2 separate regions of the Siniperca chuatsi genome follow, and region 2 is linked to region 1. The links are chromatin contacts, called in public Hi-C maps. All regions are on one chromosome and are shown on one strand. The core of a region is the stretch at or near the end of the contact, and the rest is flanking DNA. Distances in the headings are between cores, read along the strand shown.

The links. Hi-C and Micro-C count contacts between places; a contact is called where the count stands out from the background.
Region 2: a Hi-C map of liver shows a contact between it and region 1, with 2.6 times the contacts expected there. The contact joins the promoter of ssbp4 here to the enhancer-like site in region 1. A contact is called at or near these places in 3 of 3 Hi-C or Micro-C datasets (liver, skeletal muscle and an unstated tissue).

What each region holds. Positions count from the first base shown.
Region 1 is chrLG6:19,920,117-19,926,085 of ASM2008510v1, forward strand. It overlaps tmem59l (transmembrane protein 59-like), which reads left to right. Exons shown (of 8, transcript XM_044200371.1): 8 at 1-65. Among protein-coding and RNA genes, the nearest start is that of tmem59l, 15 kb to the left of the region's middle. Within about 2 kb of position 4,140, the one cell type or tissue checked has an H3K27ac peak away from gene starts, as active enhancers do. A contact at or near this core is called in liver, where this site is marked.
Region 2 is chrLG6:19,969,823-19,975,596 of ASM2008510v1, forward strand. It overlaps ssbp4 (single-stranded DNA-binding protein 4), which reads left to right and starts at 2,168. Exons shown (of 16, transcript XM_044199291.1): 1 at 2,168-2,332. The coding sequence starts at 2,277.

The DNA.
Region 1 (5,969 bases), core at 2,890-5,389:
CTGTTTATTTTCAATGAAATGATACTTACAACATGATGAAATAAAGTGTTTTCATTGTGAATAAATCAGAGCTAAGTGTTTTTTCATTTACACTTAAAAGAAGAATAAATAAAAAAGAACACTGCCAAATAGATGGTTCACGTTATACACTAGCCAGAGCGTGTGTGTGTGTGTGTGAGAGAGAGAGAGAGAGAGAGAAATGAAACAGAAAAGTAAAGAAGACAAAGGGAAGAATTGTAATACACTATTCTATACATCAGTATTCTAACTCATCCCAAGGGTGTTTGTTGGGGTTGAGGTCAGGGCTCTGTGCAGGCCCGTCGAGTTCTTCCACACCAAACAAGACAAAGCATTTCTTTATGGACCTGGCTTCATGCACAGACACATTGTCATGTTGAAACAGGAGTGGACCTTCCCCAAACTTTTGCCACAAAGTTGAAAGCACACTATTGTCTAAAACATCATTGCATGCTGTAGCATTAAGATTCCCATTCCCATTCCCAGAGTTTGCCTCATACGAACAATGAAAAACAGCTTCAGACCAAAGGTACGTCCACATACTTTTGGCCATATAATGTAGGTCAGTCAGTGTCTTTTCAAAAATCAGCTTACTACATTTAGCACTGGTGATAAAAAAAAAAAAATGTTATTAGTGTGCCACCAGCCAATCTTACTCTCCTAATGTCTTTCTCCACCACGAAAATGAAATCCTAAATGTGTAATAAGACTTTCTGTCCACTTGGAGGCAGCATAGTTTTAGTATTTCATGAACTACCACAATGAGAAGTTTATTGTAGGTACCACTTCTTATGCTTTTGTAAAATGCTGAAGTCTGCTGAGCCTTGTTTTGAGCTCACCTGAGCTTAAGTGATAAATTTAATTATTAAACATGTTTATGCATCAGAGAGGTGTGTTTTAATCTGATTTTTAACATAATTTAATGTCAGAGAGAGAAGAGTCTTTTGCCACAGATGACACTTATGTAGCTGGAGAGTTACGTGGCATCTTCTCCACACTACAGAACTACTTACAGAAAGAGCTGAGGTGAGCATCACAGTCAAGAAAAATAATGCGTGACATTTAATCTACAAAATACATTAAGCCGAAAGTTTGTTTCCGAGGGGATGAAAAACGGTCACAAAAAACATGACAGATGAGAGCTGTAGCATCAAGTGAAGGCACATTTTGCTGCTGGACCAACTGCTGAGAGAAGAAATGAAGCACCTGCCTACCTTCACCTGCAGGAGACAAAAACATGTAATGAAGTGCTTAAACAACTAAAATCTTGGCTTAAATCATACCCTGAAGTTGGTCATTCATAACCTCTGAACCAAAAGTGTCAACATTTACATTAACTTCACACTTAATTCACACATTATCTTGTATTTATTTGTACCATTTTCTCCTGACAGTGAACACGCCATTTGTGAATGAAAGGTTGCTCACAGTTGTTGGCGGGATTGAATGGATCCTCAGCTTCTTCTGAGACCGTACAGAAGAGTAGATTTATCTGCAATACAATCTGGTGCCATGGAAAGACAATCTGTGTAAATGGATCCAAATTAGAACAGGTTACAACAGCATTGTTCTATCTGCATTTACCTGTAACAGATATAATTAAGCCATTTAGGCTCATTTAACGAGGCTTCTTCTAAAACAAGATTCACTCAAGAAAAGGAAAGAAGCAGAAATGTGCTTTGGCTTCTCTGTCATTGCATCAAAAAACAGACCAGATACAATGAATGCATAATCAAACACCACAAACCAGGGGCAACACACCAGAGCTTCCAGTGCATGTGTCCAATTAGCATAACATGCTGGTTAGCTGTGTGAAAGACAGACAGACAGAAGGAAATATCAAAACATGCCTCCTTGTTGTCAGCTGTGACACATAATCAAAGAGAAGAATCATCTGTACAAGAGGGTATTACATTGCATTACCCTATGATGTTTTGGCAAGAAAAACATTGTGGAAAGTGTGTGGCTGGTGGTCACCATGTAGGAAGGCAGCACAGATACTCTCCATTAACACTGGAGTGTGTGTTTCATTCTCTCTGGACAACCAGGATTGAGATCAACTGGCCTAAACTTTTTAGAGCAAGAATATCCTCTTTTTGTTGTTTTCTCATGCCACATCAATTCATCAAGCTGTTGTGTGGGCAGAGGGTGTGAATGTGTGTCTTTGACTTCCTTTTCATCCAACACATGGGAGGTGCGGGGTGGATCAGGGCTCTGATTTGTCTGCCATACATTCAGACACTTTAGGTAAAGAGAGAAAAATTGCCTGCTGTAGTGCCACTTCAGTAACTTGACCGGGCTGGCCTTCGCTCTGTGTGCTGCGAATGAGTTTGGCAGCAGCTGGGCTCCCATTGATAACGAACTGGAGAGAGAAAGAGAGAGGAAAGGTAGGGGGTCTTGTGTGTGTGTGTGTGTGTGTCTCTAACTGATCTAACTACAAATAGATCTAATACTTGTGTGAAGAACTAAAAATGAATAAGAGTAGGAATGGATTCTACTTTTCACACTGGCATGTTGACTCATTCAATGCAAATGGGCCCTGTTGTCTCACTCTTTCTCTGTCTCCCACAATCAGACTTTCTCTGTTGACGCAGGGAAAGATAAACTGAGATTTTATGGTCCTCGCGGCCTCACTCTCGGGACAACACACACACACGTCACACGAGCTGACATTTATGACCTGATCAGACATCTGTCCGTACTTTAAACGCAGTGTGTGGCAAATCTGGGTTTAAAAAAACAGAATCAGCCTATAAACAGCCATCATGTGAAATCTGTGTGTAATTGTAGAAGTTATTCCCTTTGACTTCACCTCTTTTTTCCCCCTCCCTCTGTCCTTGTGATCTCTCCTTTCCTCACTCTTTCTGCCCTGCTGATCTTCCTCTTTGCATGCTACACCGCAAAGGAAAGTTGCATCTTTTGGCTAATCAACCCCAAATAATTGTCAGGAGTGTCTCATTCAGCAGTGGGGTGCACAAACACAGCACAACCAGCAACAAGGACCCCCATCACTTTGGCTGTCACTCAGCTAATCACCCACAGGGGGCGCTATGGATCCAGGTTTGAGTGCTGGTGGCACCATTATTACAATTTAATGGTTTATATGTGTATGAGGAGGCATGTTCCTCTCTCTCTCTCCCTCCCAGCAGAAGGCTGTGTGCTGCTCTTATCTGGCCAGACCTGCTGCAGGAGCCAACCTGCAGTGCATTAAACAAGCCACCACCACTGACACACACACACACACATATAAACAGGCGAATACACACACACAGAGCTGCGTTTGTGTGTGTGTGTGTGTGTGTGTGTGTTTGTGACTGACTGTGGAAATGAACAGAATGAGAGAGGAGCGACACCGGAGCCAGTTAAGGGAAGGAGAAGGAGAGTTCATCAGGGGGATTGATTGGACAGTCTATTGTAGTGTATATTTGTGAATAAATCATCTCAGATATTACACTTAGAGAAAATGATGAAAATGTAATGTGTTCTTGCTCTGTGCAAGAAAGTGACTTGGAGATGAGAAGTTTAATAAAGCTGCATGGCATGCACGAGAAATTGTGCTTAATGGGAATGTGTAAATTGGCCTTTAAAAATATTATTATTGAAGATGCCAGAGGTAAGCAGATACATTTACTGAACTATATTAGGCCAATGCTTTTTTTTTTAAAACATCTGAAACTTGGACTATTTGGATGGTTAACAGTTTCCCTAATTTGACAAATTGAAATGCTGGTAGACGTGATACGCTTCTTTGTGCACATGTACAAATAACAGAGGTAGCTGGGCATGAAACCTGTCAACTCCGCAGCCATCTGAGTCATGCCAACTGTGTGTGACAAGTGTCAGAATGAATGTGATTCTGTGTCAGATCTGCTTTGCCACGGTGAAAACTTTGGTGGGGGCGGTTTGGGAGGGAAAATGCTGTCACACTCTCCATCTCTATGTCAGTCGCTTTGTTTCACACACACACACACACACACACACACACACACACACACACACAAATAGACGGAAACATTCACCAGAGCGGACTTGGTTGGAGCATTAACTTTATTGAACCACGACATCTGTCATAAACCTCCGCTGCGCCTAAAACAAAGATTCAATCAGAGCTTTAACATGTCAAATCAAAATTCCGAGCAACCCCCCTCCCCCCTCCTTCTCTCTTTCTGTGTCTCACGGTCTTTTACAGCCGTAACAGCCATGCACGTACACATGGGGAGACAGACATGTACATACAGCACGGATGCTACCCGGACTATTAAACTCCAAGCTGCCCGACACGCCACTCTCTCCAAACTAGGCGCACAGGCATGAGCAGCCGGTTTCAAGCTGCCCTCTCTGTGAATTGATTCTACTATGAGCCTACACGAATCTCTGCTCTCAGAGGCGGGGGTGAGCGGTAGAAAACAGTGTGTCCAGTCCGGGTCAAAACCTCACTGAATGTCACACAAGAAGAATCACGTATCTCAAAACATTCATGTGGTTGTGTTTATTCCGCTATGACAGAAAGACAAGTCGTTTTTCGAGGGATTCGTGGTATCTCTCAGATTCTGCCACCCCCGCGCCGAGAAGTGGAACATTCCACAATTTATTCCAGGGAAAGACTGACAGTTTTTTGGGTCATGAAGCAGCTGTTCAAGTCAGCGGCCGGTCCCCCCTCCGCTGGAATAAGAAATTAGTCCATTTTAAAGTAAATAACTAAAGCCTCTGGCCGATAAGAAGGAATTATAGAATGATGTGCAGGCTCAGTTTGACGGAGAGAGAGCCCCCAAAACAGTTAAATCCAATAAATTTGATTTTTTTCCCCTCCTCCATCAAATTATTAAACACAAAAGTTAGGCCAAGTTATTATCAACACAAGGGAGGATGGGAGGCTGTATACCATAGGCAACTTACTCTTATTATTGAAGAATTACATTTGCAAGGCTGTCCTATGTGGTTGCGATAATAGCAGCCTGTTTTCAAAGTGATGTGATGTAAATGCACACATCATGATGTGAAATTAAATCTTTCTTTTTTTTGTGTTTGAATGCAATTTTAGGCCCCTGAAGGTCACGCAGAATATCATCTGTGTGAGGTTTGATTATAATTGTCAAAACTAATCGCCAGCGTTACTGATGATGATGCTGTTTTGCTTATATTAGTCATCACAGGCTCCATTTGTGTCAGTTATCGCTCCACTTAGTTGGAGTTTGACAATAATTTGACGTATGGGGGGAATGTGTGGCAGTGATGGCGGGCTTTGTATATTTCTAAAGTCATTTTTCTGCACTCTGACTTATTAGACATCCTTATGCAGAATTAATACATTTGTTGTACAAAACCTATGTTTGCCATAGTTAAGTAACTTATCTTTTTGACCTTTCACAGCAGGTGCTATTTAAGACTTTCTGTGTGATTAATTCTTCTTGCTTTAAACAAATGCCACCTAACACCTTGAATCTATTAGTTGAACATATTCCAGATTTGAAAGGGCTGCACTTAGATGCCATGAGTTAAGTAACATCCAAGTATTGTGCCAACATATAATTAAGTTTCATGAAGCATAGTAGCCTACATGTTGTATGAGATTAACAATTTGCATCCTGAGCTAGTAGTTGTTTTCATTTCATTTCTGTATGCAAGCAAATACATTACATCCTCCTCATTTTCCGTACTGTGGAACAAATGCGAAAGTGGTTCATAAAGTTTACTGTGAGACTTGTGATATGTTGAGATTTCAATTAGGCCTGGTGTGTATCATAGATTAAGTTTTATAAAATGTGAAGACCTGTGCTGCTGAATCCTGGATCAGTGGAGCTGTTTAGTGGAGTATTGGAAACGAGAAAGATTAGTCCTTTGCAGTCTCAGAATGTTATTTAATTTAATTATTTTCACTGAAAATACAAATTTATTTTCATTAAGCTAAAATGCTCTCATATGTAACTATTACTGTAATGGATGCTATGTTT
Region 2 (5,774 bases), core at 918-3,417, 48 kb after region 1:
TCTTCAGGTGTTCCTGTCAAATAAAGGCAAAACGGCCAAAAAAGAAAAGAAAAAAATCAATAGAGGCTTCAGAAAACCAGCTTATTTCTTTTAAAGGCCCAATCCTCATACCAGTTTGACAGTACTTGCACCAGTGATGCATATTGTAAACATTTCTTGAGCAGTTTCAAGTGCCTGCTCCTTTTACTTTAAGCATGGGTCAAGAGTTGGTGATTAAATGTTTTCCTGCATCCAATGACCTGTATAGATGACCCACATCAAGATCTGCGCCACGTGTGTAAAATGGGTAGCTTGATGAAGAGTTTTGAAGGGACCACTGATAACTGACTGACCACTGAGGAGAAAACCACCTGACACTTACAACCCCATATGACCTGTGGAAGGGGCTCGATGTAGGGCTATCATGAGTCATTAGGTTTGTTGTAAAAGGGTCCCAAACACACGAGATGTTGGGAAAATGTGTGGGTGTCCTGGTGTATGAGAAACTAAATATGAAGCATAAATACACAAGCTGTCCTGATATTTTAAAATAATGGATGAGGTGGAGGCAAAGAACACCGTAATGGAAACCATGCTGCAATGAAACTGCCACAATATGAACAAGTGGGTTTCCTTCCACCTGGTCTGTTATATTCTATATCAAGACACCTTGGGATGTATTATTGCAAAGTGATTGCATAAAGTCAATTCAAAAGTGCAATTCAACACAAAGAGACACATATACGGTCCGGGCAGTGCTAATTAAGGTGATGACACGTGTACGCAAGTTGAAAATGTTAGTAAAAAAATGTGTTCGCTAATGGCTTTATCACTCCAATTCATGAGGAGATAAGACGAAAAAGAGAGAGGGCTGGAAGAAAATAACAAAAAGAACCAGAGTTCTTGGTAAGTTTTGAGATCAGTCCGAGGATGAGCTGTCATTCAAAGACAGCACACGAACACTTGTAGGTTTCTAGCTAGCTACAGCTAACGTGTGTACAGTTGGCACATTGGCTGCTTCAGGCGAATATAAAAAAAAAATTGCTAGACAAGAACGTTGATATTGTATGATTTTGTAAAACCCCAGATTAATGCCAATGTTTTTAAGATTATATATTATTAGCCTACTACTTTGTATGGCAACTACTATTCTTAAGGTAAAGGAAAGATCGTGGTAATGGAAAATAAACTATGGTCGACGTATGGCTGAATTTAAGTTTCATTTAGGTTAAGTAACTGCTTGGTTGTGGCTGGATTATGGTTAACAAAAACAGCGAATGTTAATTGCAGATCGGTGTCAGACGTAAACACCCATCCACCACCCTGGCCTCCACACCTTTACTTTCAGCCTCGCTATAGGGGCACACTGCTTCCTGCATTGGCACTGAATGTTGCCACTGGATGTAAATCTTGAGGTGCAGAACTGTCCTAACGTAACTCCTGGGATACTGAACTGAAATAAATAGACTCCAGAGGTCAAATTCACGTTTGTGAATAACACGGGGCAAAAAATGTGCTTTACGTTCAGTCTGAAAACACCTTTTGTGACACCACCTGCCACTGAATTAGAGTATTTCCTGCGGCCATACGATACTAAAAAATTACATTTTGTTCATTGAAACATATAATAAGCTCATAAGGTCCAGTAATTATTTTCTGATCATGACAAAACATTACTTGTTACATCAAGACCACAATGTAACAAAGTATGGGGAATAATACCTTCCCTAAGTGTGAGAGTAGTGTCCTCATTGGTGTGAGTCAAAGTCCCAAATCAAATTGGAGTCAAAGTCCTGGAATGTCTTTTTAGGGAAAAATAACATAACGACTATAGCCAGCTTCCCAAAAGGAGCTGGCTATAGTCTAAGTGCAGAGCCTGTACCCGGCATGCCTTTCTCCATCTTCCCCCCTTTCTCTCCTCATGTTTCTGAGGTCAGTAAACAAGAAGTGTGTGTTTCCCTTTAAGGAGCCCCCACCGTTTGCACAGCGGAGGGAGGAGGAGCAGGCCTGCGGAACAGCGGCTGAGGAGGGAAAAAAAAAAATCCAACAGAGGACGGTTTCAAGTCCCCCCAATAGAAACTGTGCCTGATTTGTGGCCAATGTTGGAGATGTAAAAAAAAAAAATAGAAGAGAAAGAGAGGGAGGGAGAGGAGAGAGAGAGAGGAGGGAGGAGGGGGAGGGGGAGGAGAAGGGGGGAGGAAAAACACTAAAGGGGTAGCTATGGAGATGGAGCGTTTTCCTGGCTGCTTTCTTTGACAGGTGTTGAGTGGGGCAAAAGTCTTTAAACAGAATCCAGCATGTACGCCAAAGGTAAAGGAGCTGTCGTCCCTTCCGATAGCCAAGCGAGAGAAAAGTAAGTGAATTATGCGCTATATGTAAGAGTTTACCTGCTTATCGTGCAGGCGAGGGGGGCAGCGGAGGGGAGTCCAACTTTCTAAACTAGGTACTGTAATTTAAAAGGAGTGTACTGTACTAAAGTGCGCTCCTGCGTGCTGTTCCCCCTCCCATCCGACCACCTTAGAGGTGCGTCTCTTAAACTTTTTTTTTTTTTTAAATGTACCTCTTGTTTGCACTTTAGAGTTTTTGCACAGGATATTCACTAATATTGTGCGTTTCTTCACACTTCTTCTGTAACTTGGCGCAACCTTTTGGAGAGCAACAATAATTGAAATTGTAATTTTATGTTATGATACAGTACCCAGCACGCTTCTGCAGCCCTGAGAGCAGAAGAAGCGCATTTTCATTTCATTTCGGCTGAAACATGTTTCTGTAGGGGTGTACGTGCTCGTCCCTGTGCGGACAGGCTGCTCCGTCGTCTCTTATAAACTTCAGGAGGTTAAGCTGCTGGATGGTTGAACTGTTTTGTGTTTTAAGAAATAGAAGCTTGCTCAGGCTATTTACTGTGTTTTTGAGGCGTAAAGCCGGGCGCGAGCAAACCCTGGCGATGAAGGGAAAAGTTTTGTCCCATTCAGCAGTCAACTTTTTAGCATCCACTCACACGAAGGAGAGTCATGCTGCCACGAACATGAAGCTGTTATATTTACAGAAGCAGACTTTTTTTTTTTTTTTTTTTTTTAATCACAAGACCAGTTGATGAATGTGGGGTCGCGTGTAATTCTTGCTTATTCTGTCTGGAAATGTTGCACACACACACACACACACACAAATCACTGTTGTGTGTTTTTAAATACGTTGCAATTCCAGCATGCTTTTTGCTAGATTTTGTGTTTAATTTTCTTTCCTTCACATAAAGCACATTTGTCAATGCATGCATTAGTGCTTTTGAATAAAAGATAAAAAGCCAGTGTAACTTTTGAACGACTGAAGGCTGCACTGCTCCTCATGCCTGCTCTCCATTTCGATGCTGCTGGAATATTTGTGTATGGGGCCATTCAAATATTTGGACCTTCTTTGCATCCTAGCACTTTAGATCAGTGCAGTCTTTTATCTCCATTAGCTATATTTAAGCACTAAACAGTCTGAGGTTAGAGGAGTGAGTAGGGATCCCTGCTGAGATGCTATTGTAATCTAAAAACACTGTCAAGTCCTGAGAGGCTGTGCTGCTACACAGCACCTCATACATCTGTAATAGAAACTAAATTTCTTTAGAGACTCTCTTGTATTTGTTTGATGCATTGGCGTGTCATATTCAATTGATTAAGCTTTCTAGAGATGTGGCTTGCTTATGTGCTTAGTGTAAGCTTCCTCGAATACTACTACTTCTAATGCCACAAGCGTTTAATTTCACTCTGAATTCACATCAGATTATTGGAAAATTGAGCAGCTCCATGTGTGTTTGTGTCTGTGTTGAGGTGGAGGAGTGAATCCTAAATGAAAACAGTCCCATGTGGTTTTATGAGCAGCAGGCAGAGTGACCCTTGAACCAGCATATGATGCTTTAATATTGCATATGAACCATCAGCAGAGGTTGGGCAGCATATACACCTGTTTGTGTGCCTGAGCTTCATTACTTTATTAACAATACATTGAAAGCAACAGATTATCTAATGCTTATCTATGCTGGGACTGTGGATTATGTTCCATGTGTTATTGGGAGTGAAATCAGTGCAGAGGCAGCATGTATTTCAAATGATAGTGTAGGAGGAGGATTAATAATTTAACTCATAAGAAAGTCTTTTGAGAACTGGATGTGATGAATGCTTCTGTGTTAAGGCTGCTCGTGAATAACAAAATCCTTGAATTTGCTTATTTCAGTGTGTTTGTTTGCATTTATTTAATATATCAGAAACTCCACAGTAAATGTCATAGTTTTTAAACCTGTGTATATATTTAGTTTAGTTTCTGAGTGTGTGTGTGTGTGTGTGTGTGTGTGTGTGTGTGTGTGTGTGTGTGTGTGTGTGTGTGTGTGCCCGCATGTCACAGGCCTATAGGTATTGTCCAGACATAATGGACAATGCTTGCCCTCTCCCCTCACCTGTCTTGTCACCCTAACCTGCCCTGCAGGGCCAACACATGTTTCCTTGTAAATGTGGAGCTCACAACAGCTGCCTCAATGCATCACTGAATTAGCTCATATTCATATTTACATATTCATATGGCTCTTTAGATATTCAGATACTAAAAAGAGGGCACCCCGGATGGACTTGTAGCCGATTAACGCAGACTCAGTCACACAGTATGACAGGGTATCACAGCTGCAGCTCTTGCTTAGAGGATTGATCATCAAGTCATATGCTTACTCAATTAAATAAACTGTACATTAATGATGTAATTGATCTCTCTCTCTTGGTTTCATAAAGTAAGGTTGGAATTTGGTCAGCTGTTTGGTATGTTCAAAATGTAAAAGAAAATTAAAAACTGCATATCAGCTCTAATCAAATATAGTAGGAGTCACTCTCCCTTTGTTCTGCAGAATATTTTTATTCCAAGAATGTGTGAATGTATGCCTGATTAAGCTTAGTATTCTGTTGATTTAGACTCACACCATGTTGCAGTTAGATTAGATGCACAAAACTTGTTGAAGGAAAGGTTGACACTAACAGTAGCGTGTAGAGACTGGAGAAAAATGTGATTTGTCCAGAGAGCAGTGTTTTCCTTCTGTAGTTGAGAGCAATGAGACAATACAAGGGTGTGGGTTACACTGGACCAATCGGTGCTACAAAGAGGAAGAGAGGAATATTTACTGATGAGTGTATTTTGATTGTTATGAGCTGCTTTCTTGTGTAGTTCCTGCAGCAACTTTTGCTGCTATGAGTATTTTTGGGGGGGCATGTTGAATCATTAAATTCCTAAAATAATTCCCATGCGAACACATACAGTTTAACAGCATATTTATTTGGTTTTGTTAGTAATCTGGTGTCATTTTGAGTGACGCTCAGCTGCTCTTTTCAGGGCAACTGTGGATTAACCTCACTCAGCCAAAAGAGACAGTATCTTCATAATCATTGTTACACCACTGTCTCTTTTGACTCCAAGAAAAGTGTGAATCTTAAAAAAGCTGTGATAAAGGCCTCTAACTTACTGTATGTGCTGCAATGCTGTCAGTGTTTCAGGTGCTGTAGTGTTTTTATTAGCTCATGGTATTGCAGTCCTCCCATACTGCCACTGATAATGATGATCTGTTGATTTCAGTTAGGAGTCATCAGATTTGGTACAGTTGCTGTGTGTAGTCTGGCATGTACAGATGTGCAATGGTATGCTCTGACACCTAAAAAAGTTTATAAGAAAAAGTGCTCCTCCATAGTACAGCACCTTCTCCTGTGTTTACTGAACGCTTCAGTTGTCAGCCACCTGAATAGTATAGTTATATGTACACAAAATGTTCCAATTTACAA